Linked DNA regions of Mus musculus: regions 2, 3, 4 and 5 are each linked to region 1. The links are chromatin contacts, called in public ChIA-PET, Hi-C and promoter capture Hi-C maps. All regions are on one chromosome and are shown on one strand. Each heading gives the region's core, a stretch centred on a gene start, on an enhancer-like site or on the middle of the called end of the contact. The rest is flanking DNA. Distances are from core to core; before and after follow the strand shown.

Region 1 (2,728 bases), core at 145-2,644:
TTCCTGTGGTGGATGCTTGGTCCTCCGTGTGGCAAGAAGTAAGTTGAATTGAGAGACTGTGATACGGGTTCTTTCAAAAGTGAGTTGTTATACAGTCGTAACACTGGTCCCTTCTCAGTCTCTGGTTTCTTTGCCCTGTGATCTCTTTCTGTCCCATAGTCCCTTGTGAAGCCTTTTTTCATGAGCTCCTTGTCAGAGCTGGTGCTTTGCTGTTTGGGGTGTCAGCCTCCAAAACTGTGAGCTGCATAAATCTCATTTCTTTATAAGGTGCCAAGCCTGGGGCATTTTGTTCTAGCAATGGAAAATGGACTTACTGAGTCTGTGGTATTCTTTTTTTAGGAAAAGAAAATGGACTAGAGACATTGCTTTCAGATTCCTGACCTGTCTCAAAGCTGAAGGTTTTTAGGGCTTCTACCTGTTTGTCAAGATGAGTTCCAGAGGGCTGGCTGGAGATACGGCTCAGTGGTTAAGAGCACTGGCTAGTCTTCCAGAGGACTCAGGTTTGATTCCTAGTACCTACATTGTGGCTCATAGCTATCTGTAATTGCAGTTTCAGATCGACACCCTGGTCTGGCCTCTGCAGGCACTAGGTGCACTCGTGGTGCACATATATGCAGGCAAAACACCCATACACATAAAAGTAAAATCAGAGGGGGGAGGGGAGGAGGAGGAAGAAGAGAGGAGAGAGAGACAGAGACAGAGAGGGAGAGGTGAGAGAAGTGAGAGAGGTGAGAGGAGTTGTTTCAGGGGCAGGCGATGAAATTGACAGCAACATCCCCAAACCTGAACACACACTTAGGTATGGGGTCACACATATTGTTTACCATGGCTTTGTAATGCTTTCTTGAGCAAAAGTTGACTATCATTTTTCACCTAAACAATCCGAGGAAAAAAAAAAGCCCGAGGCAAACTGGTAGTTGACTGGTGTGATGAAGCGCCTCCTTAGAAAGGAGGTTCTGAGCCTCCCTCAGAAGTCTAGAGACCCCCAGAAGGCGCAGGTTCCAGTCAGACCCTATCCCTTAGGTGGGTTGTCTAGCAGTTTGCGGTCTGGATTTGAAAGGCAGCTCCCGGAGTTTTTGTCTCCAGTGTCTGCACCGCCTCAGCGACTCCCGGGGCCGGAGTTCAAGATCCGCCTCTTAGAGGGTGGCTTCAGGTCAGGGCGTGGCGGGCTCTAGCTAGCCGCGGGCGCCGAGCCGAGCGGAGCCGAGCCCGCCGCCCGTTCCTAAGCAGCCGCGGCCTCCTCCCCACACCCCTGCTCGCCAACTCGCTCCAGTGACTGCAGACTCGCCCCGGTGCCTGGCGCCGCGTCCCGGGGTGCGCACTCCTTTTCTCGGCGGAGGGAGCAGGACTGGGGCGCATCGTCCTACAAGACGCGCTGACGTCGCACAGGGCCGGTAGTCGGCGCGGAGCGGCCGGCGCGCGCGCGTGCGTTGGGCGCTCCCGCGAAGCAGGCAGAAGCCGCCACCGCGGCTGTGCGGGTTCCAGGGCGGCGGCCGCTACACAGCAGCGCCGCGGGCGCAACAAGCGGAGGCAGCCGCACCTGCGGGGATGGCGCGGCCCCGGCCCTGCACCGCTGTCAGGCGCGCGGGTAGCTCCGGGTACGCCCAGTGACGGCGGCGGTGCCCTCGGCCGGGCAGTGCCCAGGCCGCTTGGCTAGAGCCCCGCGGCCGACGGCGGCCCGGGCCATGAGAAGCGACCGGGCCCAGGCCTCGCTGACCCCGGCTCCGCGCGGCGGCCCGTCCCGTTTCCGCTCCGGCCTCTCGGCATGAGTGTCCATCCGGGCCCGGGGCCGTGGCTGCCCCTGTCCCGCCGCCCGCGGGCGTGCTTGGGGCCCTCGGGCCCGCGGTGCTGATCCCGGTTCTCCGCCACGCCTGCCCACCCTAGCGCTCTATGTCCCGGGGGCGCGGCCATGGAGGTGGTGGGCGACTTCGAGTACTGCAAGCGGGACCTCGTGGGACACGGGGCCTTCGCTGTGGTCTTCCGGGGGCGGCACCGCCAGGTGAGCGCCGCCGGCCCGTTGTCTGGTGCGAAACTGGGGAGCCAGCGCCCCGGTCCTGGCCGCTGGGCAGGGCTCCCCGGGCCTGCCTGCCTTTGTGCTTGCTGTCACTGTCGCAGGGTTTGTTTTGGAGGCCAGAGCCGCTAGGCTGAGCTCCACCTACCGACGGGCGCAGAGCCACTGATGTTCTTCCCTGACAGTGTGCTGGGTAACCGAGGTGCGCCCGGGGACTTGCTGCTCAGAGAAGCCACTGGTCCCGAAGCGACTAGGACTCCAGTGTTTGCACAGTGTAATGTGCTTGTCCATACTATGGGTCGGTGGACCTTTGTCCCTTCTCCCTGCCCCGGGCTTTCCGGAGCTTGTCACCTTTACCGTGGATAATTGCACACCCAGCGGAAAACGGGCGCGTTTCCCGTTAGTCTGAAGCTTTCTCAGACTATCACGTTCCTCTGTGTCTGGGGGAGCTTTGTAGTATCCCTCCCCTTTTTGAGTTAGAGGAAATAAGTGACAAAGGTAGTTGGACCCTAACCTAATAATACAACGTAGATGCAAGTTCAAACCTCAGTTGTTTGGGTTTTTTTTTTTGTTGTTTCTTTGTTTTTTCCAAGCCACTGTTTCGCAAATAGGTCACACGAGGTTATAGAATCTAAAGAATTTGAGAAGGCACATTGAGACTGGAAGTAATTAAAAAAAAAAAAAAAAGCTTTGGTTATTCTGTTTGTTTCAAGAGTG
Region 2 (2,728 bases), core at 119-2,618, 680 kb before region 1:
TTAGCTACTTAGTGAGTCTAGGACTAGACTAGGCTAAAGAATGAAGCCCTGACTCAAACAAGCCCGGCAGCCAAGTAAAGGTGCCTGTCACCAGACAGCTTGTTTGGTGCAAGAAGAGAACTCATGGTGTAGACTGTCTTCTGCTCCCCATGCACCCGCATACTTCGCTCTCCTCCTGAATAAAGATTTTTAAAACTGTAATGTGTATCAGGAGGTGGAGGCAGGCAGATCACAGTGAGCTAAGATAAACCTGAGCCTTATTCGTGAGTTCCAGGCCAGCCAGGGCTACACGGTTAGACCTTGTCTCTAAATACACAAAACAGGCGAAAGTAAGTCACAGTGAGAAAAAGCCAAAACAAAACAGTGGTCACTTCTGCTTGCTTTTTGGAGATAGTCTAGATGTGGCTAGGATATGCCACATCTGAATTGGTGCATGCAAATCTGTACATTTAAGATACGGGCACAAAGGAAACACCAAAACAAATTATGCATCTAGGAAGTTTCAATTATTGAGAACTTTGTGTTAAAACTTAATGAGGATTTATGAATTAATCAAGCTGTATTTGGGAAAACCCATATTTTCATCATTAAAGATAATAAATGGACTCTATATTGTAATAAAATCAACAAAAACAGAACTAAGTTGAAAAATGAAAAATGCACCAAAAACGAGTAAAAGAAAACGTTTCTTTAAAAGTGTGAGAACAACTGAAAGGGTTTGGAGACTATCTGGGATACCGCAGTGGATGGTTCTTGGGATTTTTGTCTTTAAACGTCAATACGGTATTCTGCAAAAGCTTATGAATGGAATGTAATCCTGGATCCATTTACTTAAAATTGAAAACAAAATCTAGGGCTGGGAATGTGGCTCAGTGCAAGAGTGCTTTCTCAAAGCTGTGGGTCCTATTCTCAGTTCTGCAAAACCACCAAAAAACCTGTTGACCATTGATCAAACTGACTCCAGCTGTCATTTATGCTTCCAGTAGCAGATATCCGACAATTTACATACTACGTTAGCTCACATTAGGTACATGATGGCCTCTGCCAAGTTGGTAGTGTTACCACCTTGGAAACCACGAAGTCACCCAAGCGTGCCAGCTCTGATGTGGCCGTGAATTTATGAACTGAGGCCTGACCCAGGTCCCCAGTTAGAAATGTGTGGTTGGAGTCAGTGGAGGCTGGAAGCTCCTTCGCTGATCAAACGGGCACCGCTACCTGCAAGCGCAGGTGCAGGCGCGGTCTCGTTAGACCCTCAGCGCTCGGCCGGCCCCACGGCCAGGGTCTCTTAGTTGGGTCCCTAGCTCGCGTGTTCCGGAGCGCCGCGCACCACCCCCGGGGCCTTCAGGTTGTCGGAGGCGGGGACGCGCATCGGCCGGCGGGAGCGCGCAGAGCCGAGAGGCCTGCGAGCCCGGCTGAGGGAGACATGCGGCGGACTCGCAGTGCCGTGGCCACCGGCCCGCGGGAGCAGCGGCGCTCGGGGGCCACCGGGGGCTTGAGCGGCGGCGAAAGCCGCGCGCAGCGCTCCCGGAGCAGGACTAGGGCCGGGGCCGGGGGCGGGGGCGGGGCGGTCGGTCCGCAGCCGTCGGCAAAGCCGCGGCCCAAGCCACCGCCGCGGGCCCAGGAGGCGGCCGCCGAGGAGCCACCGCCGGCGGTCACCCCCGCCGCCTCGGTGTCGGCGCTCGACCTGGGGGAGCAGCGGGAGCGCTGGGAGACGTTCCAGAAGCGGCAACGGCTCAGCTTCGAGGGCGCCGCCAAGCTGCTGCTGGACACCTTGTGAGTGTGTCGGGGGCGGCGGGCCGGCACACGCGAGGTGCGCACGGGCGGCGGGACCCGAGGGCTGAGTGCTGAGCCGTTGGCGGGCTGCTCCGGACGGTGTCGGGCTGAGTGCGCGGAAGGGCCCCTCAGGGTGAAAAAACAGACATCCCCCGGCTTGCCAGCTACCAAGACCGTTTTACCCGTTTTTGCACGTGCTTTCGGGGAGTGGGCGGGAGGAAAGGTCGAAGTGGAGAATTTAGTGACCCGAGGAGCGAAGGCCGGTTGTTCTAATCAGTTCCCCGGAGGGAGGGTGCAGGGTGCGGTTATTGATCTCGGAGGGAAAGGCGCGCAAAGCGTTGTCCAGGACGGGCGCTTGCAGGGGGAATGGGGAGTTAAGGTGTTATGTTCTCATCCCCGGTCCGGGCTGGCAGCTCCCCCAGTCTGTGCTTCTGAAGTGCTTCCAGCTTCTTTGGTGGCCTAAGGAGCAGATCTGAGGTCCGTTATTGGGGAAAAGAGCTGATGACTACTCTGGCCAGATGCCTGCTCTTTGGCAAATGTAATGTGAACCCCTTCCTCCTTTACCCATTGTGCTCCGAGAAAAACCCAGTACCCTTGTCTTATAGCCCTCACTCGCAGATGAATTAAAAAGAACAATAAAAGACAAAGAAAACTAACGTTAACCCAACAATTGTTTAACAACCTGAACTACTTTTCATAACAACAAGATGCTCTTTTGTCTTTGTCCCAGAATTAGTTCTCTTGGTTTTGGTGGATCCTCTAAGAACTGGAGTATTTAGTTAGCTTTCTATCTGTTTCGTTTATTCAATTTTATCCCCTTGGGCTATAAATTGAATGCTTTAAAACATTAAAACAAAAATCAGTTAAAACTTAAAAAAAATGAAATATAACACGGAGTACCTGTTGTGTACTAGCTACTGGGAGATCTAAATGATACTATATAAAACTCAGTAGA
Region 3 (2,728 bases), core at 145-2,644, 600 kb before region 1:
CTCAGCACTCAGGAGGCAGAGGCAGGCGGATTTCTGTGTTCGAGGCCAGCCTGGTCTACAAAGCCAGTTCCAGGACAGCCAGGGCTATACACAGAGAGAAACCCTGTCTCGAAAAACCAAACCAAACCAAACCAAACCAAACCAAACCAACCAAACACCCGAAGAAGCTGGGCAGTGGTGGCGCATGCCTTTAATCCCAGCACTTGTGAGGCAGAGGCAGGGAGATTTCTGAGTTCTCGGCCAGCCTGGTCTACAGAGTGAGTTCTAGGACAGCCAGGGCTATACAGAGAAACCCTGTTTAGAAAAACAAAAAAACAAAACAACAACAACAAAAACACCCCTGGCCCCCCAAAAGAGAACAACACAACAACCACATGGGAAAAAAGGTCCTGAGCAATTTTGAAAATCAGCTTTATTGAGGTATACTTTGCTATAAAATTCACCCACTGTATGTATACACTTCACATTGTCCAGTCATCACCATATTTAGGGTATCCTGGTTTTCTCGTTTGTTTTTGTCTGTATCATTATTCAAGTCTCATTTTTGAAGAATTCTTTTAATAATAGCTGGGTACAGATGAACTCTAAAATTATCTATAAATGTATTTCTATTTGTCTGAAGTTAAACAAAAAATCTCCCAATTTGACACATGAATCTTTGTAGCAGAAAATGGGTTTCAAAGCAGCAGGAAGGTCTTTTGCTATTATTAGGAAAGAAAGTTGGTGGGCTGAGCAGACACCATACAGCTCAAATTGTCTGGTGCATGATTTTATTTGATCCTTTTGCAAATAGACGGTTCCTCAGGATAACAGGTCAGGCACAGCGGCTCACGCCTGGGATGCTAGATTACAGTGAGACTGTCTTTATAAAAAACCCAAAACATCCAGTACAGTCGCAGTTCCCAAAGGAACATGAAGGTACTGAACGGAACCAATGATGAACAACCACTTTTCTGCTCCTCGATTTGGCTAGGATGGAATTCGCTCGGGGTTCCCTAACCTATCTGGGAAGTCGGCTGTTTCTGTCCCCAGACTGACCAGCACAGAGAAAGTAGCTACCTACGACAGAAAACCTTTCCGGAAGAAGTTAACTAAGATCGGTTAGTTCCCTAACCCAGCGACCCTCCTACAGTCTCCTACCTGAGGAGAAGCAGAGCAGGGACACCTGCTGCTCCAGGCGTGCCAAGCCTAGCATGGTGGGAGCAAAGAACATGGCTTCATCGTCCGGGTGCGCGATCACTACAAGGGCCCGGCTTCCGGCTCCCGGCAGGCCCGCCTGCTCCGGAGACCTCATTCGTTCCGCTGAGTTCCAAACCCGGAGGAAGCCCCAAGTCAGGACAGCCACGGCCACACACAAGAAACCCACCAATTCCATGCCGGGTAAGTGGCACTGCGCCTGCGCAGGAAGGCAGGCTGCGGGTGGACTCGGGTTCCCTGCGGGAAAACGGAACCGGCTGAAACTGCGTTCCGTGGGTCAGAGTGCGGCGGCGGCTGGAGACCAAGATTCGTGGTCTAGCGTGGAAACTTCCACCCATACTGCCCCGTCTCCTCGGTGGCGGAATCCTCTATCTGCTCCAGTTTCAGAGCTCAGCCGCACTTTGCGGTCTTAAGTGTCTTTCTTACCGTTCAGTGTGCTTAAAAGGAAGGAAGCATTTTTAGAGTTATTTTGAGATCGCGTCTCTCTCTGCGTGTTCCCCTAAACTCACTATATGCAGACCATGCGAGTTTGCAATGATTCCCATTCCTTTGCCTCCTGAGCTGGGATTTCAGGCGTGTCAGCACGCCGGCCAAAAGGGAAGCATTCTAAAACAAACGTCAGCATTCTCCTTTCAACTCGTTTTATGACTTCAAACTTTGTATAAAACAGCCCGTTATCCGGAATAAAAGTTTTTCCGAAGCGGGTCACCGTTTGTTCTTTCTCAGATGGCGGCTTTGCAAGAGGAAAAAGTAAGCGGCTAAGAGGAAATGTCATTTCACTCGAAGGGTGAGGTCGGCAGGCCCCTTAAGTTTTCTTAAGAGGCAGAGATTAAGGAGCCACGCCGTGGAGGAGGCCTCGCCCGCCATGCCGAGGAACACTCGGTGTGAAATTAACGTGCGTCCCAGCCACGTGGGCTGAGGTTTCTCTTTGGCGGCGAGGGGACGGGGTAGCCGCTTTGGCGGCGCGCAGGGGTCGCAAGGCTAACCTCGCGCCGGGCTCCCGGTCCTTTCCCACGCCTGAGGGGAAGGCCCCGGGCGCGCGGGAGTGGCAGGCTCGCGGGGACGCTCCAGGCCGAGGACGCGATGGCTGCCACGGCGGCGGCGGGTCGGGCCGGAGGCAGCGCTGCCGGGGCGGGCATGAGTGCGAGGGACAACTTGAAAAGAACCGGCGCGGCGTCCGCGACCCAGGAAGCGAGGCCGAGGTAAGAGCCGCACTCCGTTCTCCCGGGGAGGGAGTCGTCTCCCCAACCCTCCGGAAGGAGGAGGAGCCCAAGTCTGAGCCGCCTCAGCGCGGCCGCCCGGCCTGAGGGGGAGGGAGTGGGGTTGAGGCAAGATGGCGGCTAAGGTGGCGAAGCTGCGGCGGCGGCGGCTGGAGTGAGCGCCCAGCTCGCCGCGCTGCCGAGCGAGGGCCGGGCGGAGGGCCGCGCGCCGGGGCCGCGCCCCGGTCGTCCGGCCGTGGGGCGCGCCGGCTCTCACTCCGCCAGCTCCCGGTGAGTAGGCTCGGCGCCTGCAGCCCCGGCCTCCGGGCCCT
Region 4 (2,728 bases), core at 142-2,641, 590 kb after region 1:
TCAAACCCACCCAGTTACTTCATGCAGGAAGGATTTCAGGAATAATGAAGGAAGCATGGGGGTGGAGTGGGGCGGATGGTCTCAAAGATCAGAAACTGCTCCAATGAATCTCAGCTGAAACTCATTGCAGTACTGCCCACTTCTGTGCCATTTGGAGACACTGTGACTGTCATCCTCTAGGACTAGGAGCCACCTTGTCCAAGAAATTCCTAGAGGCAGGAATATACTGACTCTCCTTCCACGATAGAAATGCCAGCACCTGCCACACTACTGAGTCCATGGGGAAACAGAAATCTTTAGTGTCCTGGTAGTCTGTCCTTCCTTCCTTCCTTACTTTCTTCCTCTGGCAGAACTTCCTGGGAGGCCAAGGAGGGAGGAGAACCTACTCTGGGCTCCTGAACTACAGAGTGTAAAACGGTAAGTACAGAGCTAAGAAGTAACAGATTCATAGTCGCCAACCAATCAAGCAAGCAGCCTATTAGAGTGCTATTGCTATATATAGTAGATATGTAGTATGGTTTGAACCACTCATTATTGGGCTCAACATATATTTTGAAGATCAAGTCAAAGAGACAGGGAACACTGTAGGAAGTATGAGTTGTTTGCTGAAGAATAATAAAAAGTTCTAATGAAATTAACTATAAGAAGTCCATTATAAGTGTAAATAGAGATTAGCATTTAAATGTGTCCTTGGGAGTCCAAGGAAAGATTGGGTGAGAGCCTTCTCTGCTCTCTACTGGTAGAATTAGATGAGTGACTGCGCGGAGAGAACTTAGTCCCAGACATTTGAATACTTTAATGGGTCAGAAAAGGGAGAAATCCAGAGATGGAAAACCTAGGGAACGCCAAGGAAGGGAAGCGGAAATGTTTCCAGAAGATGGGAAGGACAACACAAAGTGACCGCCGTCGCTGAGCAGCCCCAGATGGGTACGAAAGTCAACCATTGCTAATTAGCCTGGAGAGGAAATTTGGGAAAAAACCTTGGATGGTACGCAGTAGAGAGGATTGAAAATCAGTGTGGGCGATGACAATGCTTGTGTGTGTGTGTGTGTGTGTGTGTGTATACACTGGATTCACCTCCTTCGCGTGCGTCACCCGGCCCGCCCCACCCAGGCCCGCCCTACCCAGGCCCAGCGACTTTGCCTCTGAATCTGAGGCACTGCAGGCGAAGGGAGACTACTTCCGGCCGGGTGAGCACCCTCGGGCCTCAGTTCCTCCTCCTAGAGGACGCTTGGCTCTTTTCTGAAGCCAGAAGGACTTCTTCCGCGTCTTCGCGTGCCAAAAATTGCACCTACACACCCGGCGCCCGGGGACCGCAATCCCGCGGCTAGATTAGAGGTAAGGGGCGGGGCCTCATAGTCACGTGCAGCAGCTCAGCCAATGAGTGCGCACTTTGTCGTTAGCAGGGAAGTGCTGGGGTTTGGCCCACACCCGGGCCGGGTCTAGGCCAGTAGGCGGATAGGACCCAGCAGCGGAAAGTGGCAGTGAGCTGTGGCATCATCCATAGCAGCTCCTTACTGGTACTGTGCTCCCTCACCTGCCTCGCTCCGCGTTCTCCTCAGGCCCGGCCATGGAGCGCCAGGTCCTACGGCTTCGCCAGGCGTTCCGGTCCGGCCGATCTCGGCCGCTGCGCTTCCGATTGCAGCAGCTTGAGGCCCTGCGGAGGATGGTGCAAGAGCGCGAGAAGGAAATCTTAGCAGCCATCGCGGCAGACCTGAGCAAAGTGAGCCTCCACAGGGTGGGAGGGGCCCGATGAGCCACCTTATTCCTTCTCTGTAGCAGGTTGTTTGGTTTTGTTTATCCAGCAGTTAAGAGGAAGCAGAGTACCCTGGACTCTGGACTCTCCAGCCCCGCTTAGAGCCCAAACTGTTGTATTTGCACTCATATTGAAGTGCATACTTTACTTGGCGCCGGCAATTTCTCGTCTGCGAACGCTCTGTATAGCCTTGCCCATTTCTGCTGCGTTCATAGTCTCTTTCCTTACAATGTGCAGTTAACTCTGGATAGGCTGGATCTCAGTAGTTTGTCTGCTTGGTAGGTTTCAGCTATTTCACTCCCTGTCTTTATTTCATGACGTTAAAAGAATGGTTTCTTTTTGTTGACAGTTCTTTTTATTTCCTATAATCTTCAGCACTGAAATTCCCCATATGACTTTGTGTGACATTAATCATATACATGATTGACCTCCAGTATACAGACAATCACCCTGGGGACCTGATAAAATACAAATCCTGACTTAGTCCTCGTGAGACTGTGTCTGAGATTTCTAATGAGGGCCCAGGTGATAACATATGGCCTGTTTAGAAGCAAGCTTTGAGTACCAAGGTTTTAAGTAGTGTTCAAGGTACAACTATGGTCTGTTGTACTCTCTAGTAATATTATTTCTCCCTTTTACTTTCTATCTGTATTCCAGGCATGGTAAGACCTCTATTTTCAGATTTTCAATCAAAGACTGCTTCAAAAAGTGGTAACAGTAGTTGTAGTAGAATCTAGAAACCTTCCTTCAGAGTACTTCTGGTAAAGAGGGGCTGTGGTAATTAGTAAACAAGATAGGATAGTGAATATTAAAACTCTGTGAATCATCCACTCCTCAAACATCAGATAGTTTGTGTATGTTTGTTCATACATAGCGTTCCTGAAGAAAATATATTAAGTCCAGAATTTAAAATCTGGCTCCAAAGTAGAACATATGCAGGTGTGACTCTGGTTATAAACCAGTGCGTTAAGG
Region 5 (2,728 bases), core at 130-2,629, 550 kb before region 1:
GGTATAATAAGGTTCTTTCCTTAAACTTAATTTGTCTTTAATGTTTCTCTTTATCAAAATTAAAATATTCAAGGTTTTCTCTTTTGGTTTTACATCTATCTAGTTTAGTATGATTTGTGATGTTTAGTTATTAAAATGGATCTGGTTATTTTCTTTTGTGCTCTTGGATCCTTGAGACCCTTGTAGAGTAAATGCTTATCCTGTAGAAGCAACATGAAGTACACAGTCGCCTGTGTTCTCTCTGGCTAGTGAGTAGTGATCTGCAGCAGATGTCTAACATTTTTTTTTCTGGATCTCTTAGCAACAGCTAGAAGAAGAAGCAGCTAAGCCCCCTGAACCAGAGAAGCCTGTGTCCCCTCCTCCTGTGGAACAAAAACACCGTAGTATTGTCCAAATTATTTATGATGAGAATCGGGTAAGTTTACATTTCCTCTGACAACATAGGCCTTTAAACCTGTTTGACTTTGTTTTCCAGTATATTCTTTTTTTAAATACATTTTTAAAAAGATTATTTATTTATTAAATGTGTATACACTGTAGCTGTCTTCAGACACTCCAGAAGAGGGCATCAGATTTTGTTACGGATGGTTGTGAGCCACCATGTGGTTGCTGGGATTTGAACTCAGGACCTTTGGAAGAGCAGTCAGTGCTCTTAACCGCTGAGCCATCTCACCAGCTCCAGTATATTCTATTCTAATCATATTAAAATGTGAGTTGTTTTGCCTTATATATTATATAAATATTACTCACTGGTTAGAATTTTATCATCTAATTCTATCATATACATACTGCTATGTAAACTGAACAGTACATAATATAAAACAGCCATCCTGTACCTGTTTTCTTCCCTCCCTTCCTCCTCTCCTCTCCTCTCCTCTCCTCTCCTCTCCTCTCCTCTCCTCTCCTCTCCTTTTTCCTTTCCTCTCCTTTTTCCTTTCCTCTCCTTTTTCCTTTCCTTTCCTTTTTCCTTTCCTTTCCTTTTTCCTTTCCTTTCCTTTTTCCTTTTTCCTTTCCTTTCCTTTCCTTTCCTTTCCTTTCCTTTTTCCTTTCCTTTCCTTTTTCCTTTCCTTTCCTTTTTCCTTTCCTTTCCTTTCCTTTCCTTTCCTTTCCTTTCTTTCTTTGTGACAGGCAGTTACCATGTAGTCCTAGATGGCATGGGCCTCTATACTTGGCTGTGTAGACTCCGCTAGCCTTTTAGTTGAAGCAACCTCTTGCCTTTGCCTCCTGAGTGTTATGTATCGTTATGCTTGTTTGCAAATTTTTTGTTTTGTTTTTTGTTTCAAATCAGGGTCTCCCTTTGTAGTCCTGGCTAGCCTGTGTGGACCAGGTTGGCTTAAAACTCACAGACTTCTGCTTGCCTGTGCCTCTTATGCCAGGAACAAAGAGGTGTGGCACTATGCCTTCCCTGCATGCTTGCTAATATTTGCTTATGGTGCATTTAATATCAAAGCCTAATTGGTCACATTTCAGTACAAATGACCTTTGGATGAGGGAAAGAATTTCATTATTAGCCTGAGAGTTAATAACTGGGTTATGGCTGACCTTAAAAAAGTTCAGTGTGGACTTTGACCTTTAGGTGGATTTTGCTTTTTCATTTTTAATAAAACAATTTCTTGTTTTATTCTCTAAATTTGGAAATTTTGACCAATTAGGCCATCCAGGACATGGTTCTGTGAGTTGTGTCTGTGATGACAGTGTTGGGTTTTGATCAATAACCTCGGAGTAGAAGGGAAACTTCTCACTTCACTATAAAGAGAACTTTGCAGCAGAGAAGCTTTGCAATGAACTTCCAGATGTCCTTAAGCTAGAACATACAGTAGAGTTAAGTATTACGGAAGACATAGCTAATAGCAATCATAATGTCAGAATCAGGACTATTGTCTAAATTCATTTTCTTTGTTCTAAGTTGATTTATCAGAGTCAATATGTTTTAAACAGATTGTCACAAGCATAGCAGCCAGATCTGAAAGTATATTGTTCATACACAAAGCAACTGTTAGATGAGGTGTGCTGTAAAATGTCTAGCTATTTTAGAACAGAAACTAGTTCTCTTAAGTCCCTGCCAACCCTCCTCCCAGTTTTCAGGCCAGCCCCTTCAAATGTTTCTCCCACCCATTCTTCCCTCAGTCTGCTTAAACAGTTCTTCTCCCAGTCCCCACGCTAGCAGGTCCAAATGATGACAGCTGTCCTGGCCTCTCTGCTCAGCTTAGCTGCTTCTGGCTCAGCTGTCCTCTAACAATATCTTCTACACCAATTGCCTTCTCTTCTCACTCTGCTAACCCAATTCACTTTCTCAGTCTCAGCTGGCTTTTTAATATCCTTTCGTACTCCCAGAAATCCAAGAGGCATCCAACACTGTTCCTAGCATGTTCAAGACCTTGGTTGGCCCTAGCATCACTATAACAGTTTAAAGAGAGTGAGGCAACCCTATGAAGACTTACATAGGCAAAAGAATTAGATTGTCATCAGATTTTCGACAATATTTTAGGCCAGGAAAAAAAATGGAACAGGCTTAAGAGACTTAAGGTATGAAATGTGAACAAACAATAGTAAGAAGGCTTGTAGAAAAAGTCATAGAATAATAGTTAATAGCAAGAAATTAGAGACTATTGTTCTTATTAGCCCTTCCTAAAGAATGGGTCAGTGAATGAGTTGTAGGTAATTAAGATAAGAGAGGTCTTAGGTTAAGGACTAACATTATAGCCAGGTGTGGTGCCGTATGCCTTTA

Evidence for each region. Promoter capture Hi-C pulls out the DNA fragments that hold promoters and counts their contacts. Hi-C and Micro-C count contacts between places; a contact is called where the count stands out from the background. ChIA-PET counts read pairs in DNA pulled down with a chosen protein or histone mark.
Region 2: a contact with region 1 is called in a promoter capture Hi-C map of hippocampal neurons, with 2.9 times the contacts expected there. The contact joins the promoter of Cenpv here to the promoter of Ulk2 in region 1. A contact is called at or near these places in 7 of 39 promoter capture datasets (the C10 cell line, the SN4741 cell line, cranial neural crest and 3 more) and 5 of 115 datasets of contacts at active chromatin or transcription factors (the 230-238 cell line, astrocytes, forebrain and 2 more).
Region 3: an RNA polymerase II ChIA-PET map of memory CD8 T cells shows a contact between it and region 1, with 24 read pairs. The contact joins the promoter of Pigl here to the promoter of Ulk2 in region 1. A contact is called at or near these places in 10 of 39 promoter capture datasets (the C10 cell line, cranial neural crest, erythroid cells and 6 more), 1 of 484 Hi-C or Micro-C datasets (embryonic stem cells), 5 of 115 datasets of contacts at active chromatin or transcription factors (astrocytes, bone marrow-derived macrophages, effector CD8 T cells and 2 more) and 2 of 9 other capture datasets (adipose tissue and liver).
Region 4: a Hi-C map of CD8 T cells shows a contact between it and region 1, with 3 times the contacts expected there. The contact joins the promoter of Aldh3a2 here to the promoter of Ulk2 in region 1. A contact is called at or near these places in 3 of 39 promoter capture datasets (cranial neural crest, liver and pre-B cells), 1 of 484 Hi-C or Micro-C datasets (CD8 T cells) and 1 of 115 datasets of contacts at active chromatin or transcription factors (memory CD8 T cells).
Region 5: a promoter capture Hi-C map of liver shows a contact between it and region 1, with 4 times the contacts expected there. The contact joins the enhancer-like site here to the promoter of Ulk2 in region 1. A contact is called at or near these places in 10 of 39 promoter capture datasets (the 3T3-L1 cell line, the C10 cell line, the HPC-7 cell line and 5 more), 2 of 115 datasets of contacts at active chromatin or transcription factors (both in bone marrow-derived macrophages) and 1 of 9 other capture datasets (adipose tissue).

The regions. Positions count from the first base shown.
Region 1 is chr11:61,853,758-61,856,485 of GRCm38.p6, reverse strand. Ulk2 (unc-51 like kinase 2) reads left to right here and starts at 1,394. Exons shown (of 27, transcript NM_013881.4): 1 at 1,394-1,999. The coding sequence starts at 1,910.
Region 2 is chr11:62,537,901-62,540,628 of GRCm38.p6, reverse strand. It overlaps Cenpv (centromere protein V), which reads left to right and starts at 1,368. Exons shown (of 5, transcript NM_028448.1): 1 at 1,368-1,773. The coding sequence starts at 1,424.
Region 3 is chr11:62,457,107-62,459,834 of GRCm38.p6, reverse strand. Pigl (phosphatidylinositol glycan anchor biosynthesis, class L) reads right to left here and starts at 1,394. Exons shown (of 7, transcript NM_001039536.4): 1 at 1,141-1,394. The coding sequence starts at 1,375. It also overlaps a transcript of Ncor1 not described here.
Region 4 is chr11:61,265,849-61,268,576 of GRCm38.p6, reverse strand. Aldh3a2 (aldehyde dehydrogenase family 3, subfamily A2) reads left to right here and starts at 1,391. Exons shown (of 10, transcript NM_007437.5): 1 at 1,391-1,723. The coding sequence starts at 1,571.
Region 5 is chr11:62,408,507-62,411,234 of GRCm38.p6, reverse strand. Ncor1 (nuclear receptor co-repressor 1) reads left to right here. Exons shown (of 45, transcript NM_001252313.1): 5 at 302-415. Among named protein-coding and RNA genes, the nearest start is that of Ncor1, 29 kb to the left of the region's middle. Within about 2 kb of position 1,379, at least 6 of the 459 cell types and tissues checked have an H3K27ac peak or open chromatin away from gene starts, as enhancers often do. A contact at or near this core is called in liver, where this site is marked.